Linked DNA regions of Rattus norvegicus: region 2 is linked to region 1. Evidence: chromatin contacts called from public Hi-C data. All regions are on one chromosome and are shown on one strand. Each heading gives the region's core, a stretch centred on a gene start, on an enhancer-like site or on the middle of the called end of the contact. The rest is flanking DNA. Distances are from core to core; before and after follow the strand shown. Region 1 overlaps LOC134486426 (a long non-coding RNA gene). Region 2 has its middle 75 kb from the start of Spred1.

What was found. Hi-C and Micro-C count contacts between places; a contact is called where the count stands out from the background.
Region 2: a contact with region 1 is called in a Hi-C map of frontal cortex, with 1.8 times the contacts expected there. The contact joins two enhancer-like sites. A contact is called at or near these places in 2 of 12 Hi-C or Micro-C datasets (frontal cortex and mammary epithelial cells).

The regions. Positions count from the first base shown.
Region 1 is chr3:124,216,009-124,221,728 of GRCr8, reverse strand. All of the region lies in intron 2 of LOC134486426 (a long non-coding RNA gene), which reads left to right. Among named protein-coding and RNA genes, the nearest start is that of Tmco5a, 32 kb to the right of the region's middle. Within about 2 kb of position 3,383, at least 28 of the 93 cell types and tissues checked have an H3K27ac peak or open chromatin away from gene starts, as enhancers often do.
Region 2 is chr3:124,358,916-124,364,635 of GRCr8, reverse strand. No RefSeq gene overlaps it. Among named protein-coding and RNA genes, the nearest start is that of Spred1, 75 kb to the left of the region's middle. Within about 2 kb of position 3,050, at least 7 of the 93 cell types and tissues checked have an H3K27ac peak or open chromatin away from gene starts, as enhancers often do.

The DNA of each region.
Region 1 (5,720 bases), core at 2,134-4,633:
ATTCTACTCCTGGGTCCCCAAGGCCTCATGTCAATCTCCTAATGCAAATTACAGTTAGTCTAGCCCTAAGACTCTTCATGGCCTTAACAGTTTCAGCTCGAAAGATCAAGTGCGAAATCCATGACGCTCAAGGCAAAGGTTGTATTCAATATCTCCTCTGAGAGGCTTTGGTCTAAGCTCCTGTGAAAACAGAAGTTACTCATATTCAACCTAGAATAGCACATTCTAAAAGACATTAGTGGGGCATAGAAAAGAGGCATGGGACTAAACTTGGAACCAAATCCAGCAAAGTAAATGTTAATCCTGGCACTTCATGCCAAACTAGAATCACATGGGGGCGTCAGTTCTTTCAGGAACTCAAGTAGTAGCTGGGACTACTCTGAACATGGTTGCCTCTGGTATTGGGATGGCTGAGAAATGAGTTCTGGGAAAACAGGATATCCTAGTGCTGACTTCTTAAAGAAGAGTCTTTCGAATGGTTATATCTTTGATCCTGTGATGAGTAAGGTTTAGTCAATTGCTGAAATGTCCTAAGAGTGTTTTTCCTATTGCCTTATGAAAAGTGGGTGACTTATTTTTAGTACAATTAATCTCATTGGGAACTATGTTTTATTTGTTCTTGGTTTGCATCTTGCTCTTGCTATATGTTTTCAAAAATCCTTCTGCTCTTGGTCCCATGTTTTGCCATTAATCTGGACAAAGGCGGTCAGCATCACCATGCCACATCCTGGACAACAACATAGCTTGAAATCTTCATAATCTTAATAGTTCATAATCTTTTAATTTGGCTTCCTGCAAAATAGCAAGACTTGAAGTGATGTAAATAAAATTTGCTACCAGTTTAATAAAATGGCCTCTAGTCCAAGTCCCAATGTCCCTCATTTCATTTCAAACCTGACCAGACATAATCACAACAGTTTCATTTCTTGGCACCATTTTCTTGTGTCAGTCAGATTCTTTTCACTGTGACAGATACCAAAGAGAAAAAGTTTAAAGTGGGAATGACTTATCTTGCTGTGTGGCTTCAGTTCTTAGCTGAGTCTATTCTTTCTGGACTTATAGTGAGGTGAACATCATAGCAGAAGGGTGTGGCAGAGCAGGCTGAAGTAGATGGTACAAGAATAGGGAGGGGAAAGGCTGCTAACCTTATGACAGCCAAGGGATAAGGAGAGACAAGCTATGATTTTCAAAAGCACGCTCTCAGATACGTACCCTTCCAAAGAGCTCCCTATTTTTAATAGTGCATCCTGACTGAATAGGCGTGAGTGTTTATAACCCCACTTCCTCTTAACAGTGCCGTCAGCTGGAGATCAAGCCTTCAACACGTGAGACTTTTGGGTGAACATCTCTTGAACAAATCATAAAAACTGATCATTTCTAGGTGTGTCTGTTTCTTTAACTGTCTTGTGTATTTAAATGTTCTGCACCGACACCATAGGAATGGCTGATCAAAAAGCTTTCCTTTGGAAAGATTTCAAATGGGCACTACCTGCTCTAGAAGGGTTTGAAGGATCCTTTTGCTAGACTCATTCACTTTCCAATGAAGAAAAACAACCTAAAAGAGAGCTGCTCTCAGATTTACAGCTATCATGGCGACAGCGAGCTGAAGACCTTCTACTATAGCCTTTTTATGTGTGCTGCCATTGGATGTGGCTGGTGTAATAAAGGCCACAGAGAGGTAAGGAAGTGGGTACCTTTACATCAGCATTATCTGGAGCATCCTGCACAGGCTCACTCTTGGAGTTCTTGCTTTTCATTTGGCAGTACTCTTTTGGGAGATTGTAAAACCTTTGGGACATGGAACCTTGTTGGTGCATGTAGACACCTAGGGAAGGGCCTATAAGGTTTTGTTGGTCTCCAGTTATGGTCTGCATCCCTGTTCCTTATTAGCTGCCATGTCAAGTAGCAGCCACAGTTCCTGCTGACATGCACAAGGGCTGCTTGGTCATTCCTTCCCAACCATATCCCTCTGAAACCGTGAACCCAAGTCAACTCTTGTTGAGTTACTACTATTGATACAGCAATGATAAGCAAAGTGACTAATACATTAGAGCCAGGTATGGGTTTATACATGCACAGCTAGAAAGGCACGTGACTCATTTCAGTCAACCAGGAAAGGATTCCTTGCAAAGGGGCCATCTCAACTGGATGTGAAGGATGCAGAGCCAACAAGACTATTTTCCAGGCATCAGTACAATGAAAAAGAAACTGATTTCGTAGAGATTCATTTCAATGTGTCCTGACTGTAGGAGGGAGAGGGTTGTGGGTAGATAGAGTCAGCAGAAAGTCAGTGTGGTGATGTTGTTCCCACCAAAATGAACCTTTCTTCTTAGGGTGTTTAGGTTTTATTTGGGGAGCAAGAGGAAGGTACTATGGGGCTGAGAAAGAGGATGGGTTGCCAGGAATGATTATTATGGCTGCAAACTGGAGAATAATTTCAGAGAGCAGCATGTCTGGAGACTGGGAGAAGACGTTAGTGGTTGTGATGTTAAAATTGAATTGATGGTGGCTCAGACTGGGATTAATGAGAATAGAATCCAAGAACTCTTTAGGACAAGAAGATAATAGAATTTAAGGGTGATTCATTCAGCAGTAGTAGATACAGTCTCCTGCAACATGTGCTCTAACAGTGATCAGAAATGACCAAGAGCAGACAGACGGGATGTGCCCACCAAGTCTTAGCTGTTGGGACACCTTGAGCCTGTTAATGAAATGCAGTGGCGACAGTAGTGGGTAGAAGTGGATTTAGCTCCACATCATCTGGTCCTGAGGGGAGGCGTGCTCGGCATAGGGGCTGGAAGGCAGGAAAAGAAGCAGTTCCTAGGGGTTATAAACATGCCAAACTCTTACCCATCCCAGATGGTGATGGGGGTGGGGAGGGACGCCTATGAGATTTTATAAGAGAGTGAAGGTAAGTCACTAATTTACCAAAAACATCCTTTGATAGCAAATCCACCTGAACAAACCAAACCAAACAATAGGTCCATCCTCTTCATTGGTGTAAATTATTTACAAATGCACACTAATGCCTTATACAGTTCTGGAATGTGTCTCTTCAGAGAGAGTTAATAATGTGTTCCATTTTATAGATTACACTCCATGAAATTGTGAACTGTCTGTCGGCAGGCAAGCATGATGTGTATACTCCAGTGTTGTAATGCAGATCTCGTATACATAATAACAAGCTCTGGGGGTCACTTAATTGACACTGGGGTTTAAGAGCTAAAGTCTAACACAGAGAGCTGAACAGCTTTGCATTTGCCTCGGTCTTCTTCCCGTTCTGTCCTGGATCATCACTCCTCCCACTGGTCCTTTTATATACCCAAGCCAGTCTGACTCATCAGCCCCTCTTTCCTCCCTGCCTCCTACGGAAGCTGCTAAAATTAGGTTCTGTTGAATTATGACAAGATTTCTCTAGAGTCACAAGCTCCAGGCTTGGTTCCATTGAGCACAGCTCAGAGCTAAGTCTTCATTCTGGAAGGGCTTTTGAACTTCCGTTTTGTGCATTGAGGAAGCCTCTTGTGGTTCATTCTGTGATTAAAAACCATTTTTTTTAGAGATGCATTTACTTTTATTTTATGCATATGGATGCTTTGCTTCCAGGCATGTTTATGCACCACATGTATGCCTTGTGTCCACAGAGGCCAGAAGGCAGCTCCAGACTTCCTGGAACTGGAGTTACAGATGGCTGTGACTCACCATGTGGGTGCTGGGAACTGAACCTGGGTCTCCAGGAAGAGCAGCCACTGCTCTTAACCCCTGAGCCATCTCTCCAGCTTGGCTCTGTGATCTTGTGGAGGAAGGCTTTCTAGGACAAAGGCCTCACTGTTCTATTCCAGGTGAACTACAGATCCTTTCCAGGCAGTGTAAGCAGCTTCCTGGAGCTGGTTCCCATCCGAGTTATGCTTCCTTGTGTATTGACACTCTTAATTAAGAGCCTCTTTCTCTCTCTCTCTTTCCCTCTCCCTCTCTTCCTCTCTCTCTCCCTCCCTCTCCCCTCCCTCTGTCTCTCTCTCCCCCCTCCTTTCATCCCTCTCTCTGTGGTATTCATGTGTTAATGTCCGTGTGTGTGCACATGTGTGGTCAGAGGTTGGATTGGTGTCTGTGTCTTTCTCAAATCTTCTCCACATTATTATTATCACATTGTTGTCATTGTTGTTGTTATTTAGTCACCCACTTGGCCAAAAGAACCCTGGTTTGGCTTGATTTACTGGCCAGCAAATCCCAAGGATCCTCTTGTCTCTGCCTCTTTCACACTACTATTATAGCTCCACACTCTACCTGCCTTTTCTACTTGGGTGCTAGTGTGCCAGTTATGTTGCTTCCACAGCCCTGTCTCCTAGATTATCCTTTAATATCTCCTAGATATCTCCTTTAACATCTATCTATCTATCTATCTATCTATCTATCTATCTATCTATCTACCTACCTACCTACCTATCATCTATCTATCTATCTATCTATCTATCTATCTATCTATCTATCTATCTATCCCTCCCCTCCCTCTCTCTCCTCCCCTGTGTGTATGAGATGCCAGAGCACGTGCATCGAGGAGGTCAGAGGACAGTTTTCAGCAGTTTTCTCTTTCTGCCACATGGCTTCCTTGCGCCTAGCAGCAAATGTCTCCATCCACTGAGTCACTTCACTGCCCCACCCTCCTTGATTCTTAATACTCAACTCTTCCAATCTGAAGGATGTTTTCCAAGTAGCTTCAATGACCTTGACTGTGTTTCTTTTTCTTCAGAAAATGACTCCACAAACAGAACTTGTGTTATCCTTTTTTTCAAAGTACTTATATTTAAGATATTTCATGGAGAAATTAATCTGTGAATGAACCGAGTCTGTACAGGTATTTTCTTAAATTACTGATTGTAACACCATCATTAACCCAGGTCCCTGGACAGGCATAACTCAGAGGGTAGCTTCCAACAGATGAGCCTTACACAGGCTGAATTAAGTCGGCAGCTAGTGACTTGCTTCTGAGCTCTTGAAATCACTTGACTAGCCTGCTGCTAGAAGCCTAATAATTTGAGCTGCTTCTGATAAATGCATAAGCAAAAATTATATTAAATACACACAACTCATTATCACCACAAAACTCAAATATGTGTTTGTAAGGGTTCTGTTCCCAGTTTGCCAATGGAGAAAGTAAGGAACAATACTGAGTTGGTCAGAGTACCAGGTAAGGAGTGGATCTGGAAGAAGTCAACCATCTTTTTATCAAAAAACATTTTTAGCTTATGTATATGAGTTTTTTGTTTAAATGTATTTGTGTATACCACATACACAGAGGCCTGAAGAGGGTGTCAGATTCCTTGGGACTGCAGTTTGGATGGTTGTTAGTTACTAAGTGGGGCTTGGAAATCAACGCAGCTCCCCCGGAAGAGCAGACAGGGCTCTTAACTGCTGAGCCATCTCTCCAGCCCTAAGTCAAGCATCTTAATTCATGACTTAGTAATGTCCTTCCCAAACACTCTTCATTTAAAGTTTCTTCAAAAGAAAAATGTTTACTGAAGATCTAGTATCTGCGAGACATTATGACATCTATTAAGGATAAAATATGGCTCCTATTTGCTTGGAATGTATAGATGTGGAACTCCTGACAGCCATGGCATGCCCAGAAAGAAAGAACACAAGGCAGGCTATATCAAAGGCTATACCTGCATGCTGTGGAGTTAGGTTAAGATGGTTAGAGAGGATTGTGCAGGATGGCAGGACAT
Region 2 (5,720 bases), core at 1,801-4,300, 140 kb before region 1:
CATTAATTAGCCTTTGTAAAAGATGCAAGAGGTGACTGTGGATAGCTTGGTGCTCTCATCTCATCAATTCTCTTTGGTAACATGCTGGCTAAACTCCATTATTCCCAGAGTGTTAGCTGGTGCAGTACTGGGGAGAAAAAACAAAGAAAACCTGGTGAAAACCTTTCTGTCGCACCCTAGCTGGATGACCCTGTGGAACATATATAACCATATAAAACCCCTACAAGCCCTGATGTCACGATCTGTAAAAATATGGCAGATTAGTTTATGTGTCCTTTTCTTTCACGCATTTTGGTGGGAATTTAAGTGGGACAGCACACTTGAAAATTTTTCCCAGCATCCACTAGGCACTCAATATCCATTAAATGCTTCATGATTGATGTGTCTTCATCAGGCAGAGCTTTGAAAACTTCCAATAACTTTCTTATGAATGGACTAAGTCACCCCAAACCCACAAGCAGATAAGACTAGCTGTAGTAAATAAATAAATAAATAATACCACTCTGGGAGAATGTTCTCCAAGATCCCCTAAGAGACCATTCTTTCCCTGACAAGACCAGGATAATCTGCTCTACCTATGAGTTCTTAATGTGTTAGCTTCCCTTACAAAAGTAATTAAGGATTTCGCATTAGTGAAAGATTTTTTTTTCTTTCCACCATTTTTTTCATGGCCCTCTTCAACATTATGTGTTGAGTTACTGACCAGTAGTTACCTGGAAACTGAAGGGAACCTAAAGGAGATTGTAAATTACTGAGACTTTTTTTTACAGAGAAGGACAATGCAGATGAAAAACTGATGGAGGAAAACTCTCCATTTGTCTCACAGAAAGTTAGGAAGGTAGAAGAGAGTGTGAGAAACTAAAGGAAGCCAACTCATGGATGACATCATCATCGACTCAGGGATGGGAGCTGCCTCGCCTCTACCTGAAAATGCTTCTAGTGGTGACGGTGTGAGGCGATGGTTTGGTCTATTGTCCGGAAGACCAAAGACAGAAGCCCTCGTGAAAGAAACTGGATTGTGAATGCTTCAGATCCCACAGGGATTGTTCCCCGGCCTCCCATAGTGTTTCCTATTTAGATTTTAAGCCTCCTGAACTTGTGATACTGATTTCAACCGTTCCTGACACAGCACTGTGGTCCTCTGTTTTTTCTCTCCTTTGAGAGATTTAATCTTTAAAAAGAAATGAACAAACCACCCTTTACCACACAGAAGTGTATGTGCCACAACCAGCTTGGTATTCATGTACCAATAAGAAGAGTGGTACACACAATGTGTAACAGAGGGGATAGAGAGCTGGAAATAAGTCATAGGAAGCCAGGAGGAGTACTTGAGTCTGTTCAGTTACCTCAAAATGATTTCTAAGCAATTTGCCCAATGAGCACATGGCTTTCCTCATGACATTCCTGTCCTGGTTAGCCTTAACTGTCAACTTGATGCAGCCTAGAGCCATCGGAGAGGAGAGCCTTGATTGAGGAATTCACTAGATTAGATTGGTCTGTGGGGAATTTTTTAAATTATTAATCAATGCAGTAGAGCTATATCCCCAGGCAGGTGGCCCTGGGCCATAGAAGAAAGTTAGCTAAGTGCAAGCCCAGGGGAGGAGAGCAAGCCAATGTGCCAAGAAGTGACATTCCGCCATGGGTTCTACTTCAAGCTCCTGTCAGAGTTGCTGCCCTGACTTCCCTCAATGAAGGATTGTGACCTGGAAGTGAAAGGGGAAGAAACCCTTTCCTTCCCTGGCTGTTTTTGTTCAGCAACAAAATCCCAGCAAGAGAGTGAAACTCCACAACTGCGTTGCAGTGTGACAATCACATGGCTTGGTAAGCCAGAAGCCAGTCGGATCCTTCTGGTTCTACAAGTCCGCTTCAGTCCAGCTGCTTACAGCTCCTCTGTCTCCTGGTGGATTAGGAACCCAGAAACCTGCTTGGTAGGAGAATGCTCCCTTAGCAGTCTGCTTTGCAGACAAGCTTAAGTGACACACATTTGCTCTCTTCCAAGGGCCTGTGCTGGGCAGGCCACTGAGTTTCACAGGTGAAGTCGGTCAGTTTTGATGGGAATGCTGCAGGAAAATTTAAATTATAAAATGAAATAGTGAGACAAAAAAAGTCCCTCAGTAGGTCTTTGAATAGGAAAAGGGCGGCTTGGCAGTACCACAGACTCTTGACAGTGTCTCTTTTTGCTTTTCCAGACTCCTCTGCTCCCTTGTCACAGAGAAGACCCTCAAAGGGCTGGCATGCCCTTTTCTAAGAGGCTCTAACCTCTGACTGGAGTTCCTGAAATAATTGTCCACTATGAAGCTCTGTTGATCAAGTATCAAATATTCGCCAGCCCGTGAACATATCATGGAATATCACTGCCCTCTGAGAGACAAGACAACGTCTCTGATTTGGGGGAAATTGCAGGTATATATGTGTTCCACTTAGAGTTTAATGCTGACTTTAGGATTTATAGATTTAGAGAATGCTGTAATTATCCAGCATCATTATTAATTACACTGCTAAAGAAACATTTTTAAGAAATTTAAAGACACTTTCACCTTCTGATTTGGTGGAATCAGATTGGCAGTTATGAAGAGGGATATTTGCACATACTTGCTCATTTAAAAGAACTTGTCAGCCAGGCAGTGATAACGCACGCCTTTAATCCCTGTACTCAGAAGGCAGAGGCAGGTGGATCTCTATGAAGTCACGGCCAGCCTCGTCTTCAGAGTGAGTTCCAGGACAGCCAGAGATACACAGAGAAACCCTGTCTCAACAACAACCACAACAACATCAAAGTATCTTTTTTCCCCAAAAATGAGTTTCTTTTCACACTAATAAGGTTCCTTCACATCCATCAGTATTTTGGCCAACGTGTGCGTTTGTTCAGCAAGCTCTGTAGGAGCGTAGGCGATGCCTGAGGAGTGATACAATTTAATGGCCAAGCAATCTGTGACACTGTAATCTTATAACACATTTCGTACTGCACTTTCTTACCTAGTGCATGGCTCTTCTCAGAAGGATATTTTTGCTGCTGTCCTTGGGAACAAGAATAGATTAGAATCTTCAGTTATGTAACCACAGTCCTTTACCGAATAGTGGCTCTCACACGTGAACTGTCTCTCTGATGTGCACCATATAGCTAGCTAGCCAAGGCCAGTCTTACCCAAGGATTTTCCCTAGAGTGATCCATGGCCAATCTGCTTGAGAATAACTTGGAGCCTTTTATAAGACCCAGCCAGCATCTTCGGAATCCCAGGTTCACTGCCACAGAATCCTCACCAGTTTCCCTTTGCTGGAACAGCTGTTTTTGAGTTTGGCATCGGGATCTCTTAGGGCTTTTTACAACAGGACAATATCTCAGGCTCTTTCCAGTGCTTTCCTGAAACTCCCCAAGTGACCCCAGACCACCCCAAAGGTTAAGTTCCTACCCAGGGCTCTTTAGACTAAAGGAGAAGACAATGGTTATTCAATGTTCATTTCTTCTGTTTCCCTGGAGGTAACTTAAAAAGGATTGGCTCCCGGATATGTTAGTGTGCAAATACTGTGTTAGTGTGAAATATTTCCCTTCTTATCTTTGGTAGGAAGAGACCTATCATCTAAAAGTGTGTGCTGTCCCCAACCCCCAACCTGGAAGGCTTTTATCCCCATGGACCACTCAATCTCAACTCTTCCTAAAATCCTGCAAATGATTCTGGATGTGAACGCCCAAATAGCAGCTTGTTCAGAAGTATACTCCAGGCTTTTAGGTCTCTGGACAAGAGCTCCCTTAAGCATGGTTCCCTGAGCATGTAAGTCAGTCATTACACTACACAGTCATACTGTCAGCAAAACCAGTCTCAATTTCGTGCCTCAGGTTTCTTTGATTCTCTTTCAATCTCTCCTGTCTGTCTGTCTGTCTGTCTGTCTGTCTGTCTGTCTCTGTTTCTCTGTCTCTGTATGTCTCTCCCTCCCTTAATCCCTCCCTCCCTCTCTTCCTCCTCCCCCCCTCCCTTCCTCCTCCCCCCTCTCTCTGTGTGTGCGTATGTGTGCATCTTTCAACTTTTTTGCCCTAAAAACCGTCAAGAAAATAAATGTGTGGACTCCACTCCCTCCTTGGCATTTCTGGACTTTCCTTCTTCTCTGCTGTTGTGTGGATGTAGTTCTGTCCGTCAAGAGCCTTTTTGCTTATCCCCCCCCCCCGACAAAGTGCTGCTCATTTTGCCCACCTACCATTTCACTGTGCAACTTTCCCAGACAGGCTTTTCTAACTGAGCTTGTAGGTTGCACACAGCTCACCTTGAGCCTTTCTAACTGGACTCTTCCCCAGTTGCTTTGCAGTTAGTCATCTGCACAGCCGTGGTCTCTGTCTCTGCTGGATCAGCTCAACCAATGCTTCACGGGGGGTGGGGGTGGGGCAGCCGTGTGCAGCAGGGCTTTTAGACAAGAAGGGCGAGAATGAATTGATCCCTCTGCCATTCCTGTCCTCTAGGAGCTCGCTACGGTAGGAAATTAGATGGACATAAGTGTCCTCAGATGGCTAATGGTAAATACAGATCTGTGATGCTAAGGGGAAATTTAGGTACCGAGGGTATTACAGAAGACCATGCAGAGCTGGAACTTAAAACGCAAGAGGATTTTAAATGTCAGTAGGCGAAGAGTCACTAGCAGCATATTTAAGCCTAAGGAACAGCGTGTCGAAAGGCTCTTAGATACTAGAACCCCGTGAGGGTAGACCAACAGCTAACCTTCATTAAAATACTCTCAGAAAAACATCACTATCTGCCTGTAGTTGGAGCTGTAAGTCAGCCTGGGTATTGGTGTCCTGTGCAAGGGTTATTTGTTGAGATGATGTGGGCTGTGTAGAATGCTTTTATAGTTTGGGCTACCTCCAAAAGGTTACGTATACTCCTGTGGTGTATGTGCATCCCAACATACAAATTTCCAGGTTCCGAGAGATAGTTCTTAATTTTTAAATGTTGGAGACTTGTATTTGGACTTGGGCTCTGTTACTTATGAGTTATGGCTGCGTAAGTTAAGTCCCTTGCTCCTTTGGGCTCACCTGTTCTAAGGATGATTCTTATGTAAGATGGGCTCGTGTAAGGCACCTGTAAAGCTATTTGTATGTGCTTGTCACTTAAAAGGAACCCAGTAAACAGAAAAACAAAACAACAAAACCAGATTCTCCCTGGGTCAGAAAATGAAGGAATTTGGCATAGATTGCACTTACTTCTTCCGTCTGCGTGGAATATGATTCCAATATTTGCAGAGTGCATCCCAGCAGCAGAAGAAATGATTGACAACTCCAGTTCCCAATCCTTCTGATGTTCACTGCCTAAATCCAGCTGTCTTATCCTCACTGTGAGCAGAACTGGCCATTCCCCTCCCTTCATGTTGACCTCTCCTGACTGGCTGACACAGGAACACTCACGACTTCTTCTTCTAAGAAGAAGAAGAAGAAGAAGAAGAAGAAGAAGAAGAAGAAGGAGGAGGAGGAGGAGGAGGAGGAGGAGGAGGAGGAGGAGGAGGAGGAGGAGGAGGAGGAGGAGAAGAAGAAGAAGAAGAAGAAGAAGAAGAAGAAGAAGAAGAAGAAGAAAGAAGAGGAAGAAGAGGAAGAAGAGGAAGAAGAGGAAGAAGAAAGTGATTTTTAGCTTGGAGGTTAGCAAAAAAGCTGAGGCTGAGGAGAGAGGGAGAATTTCTGATTTGCATGCCCTCCTCAGCTCTGAGCAATCTGTTCTTGTTTAAAACAAAGAGCAAAACAT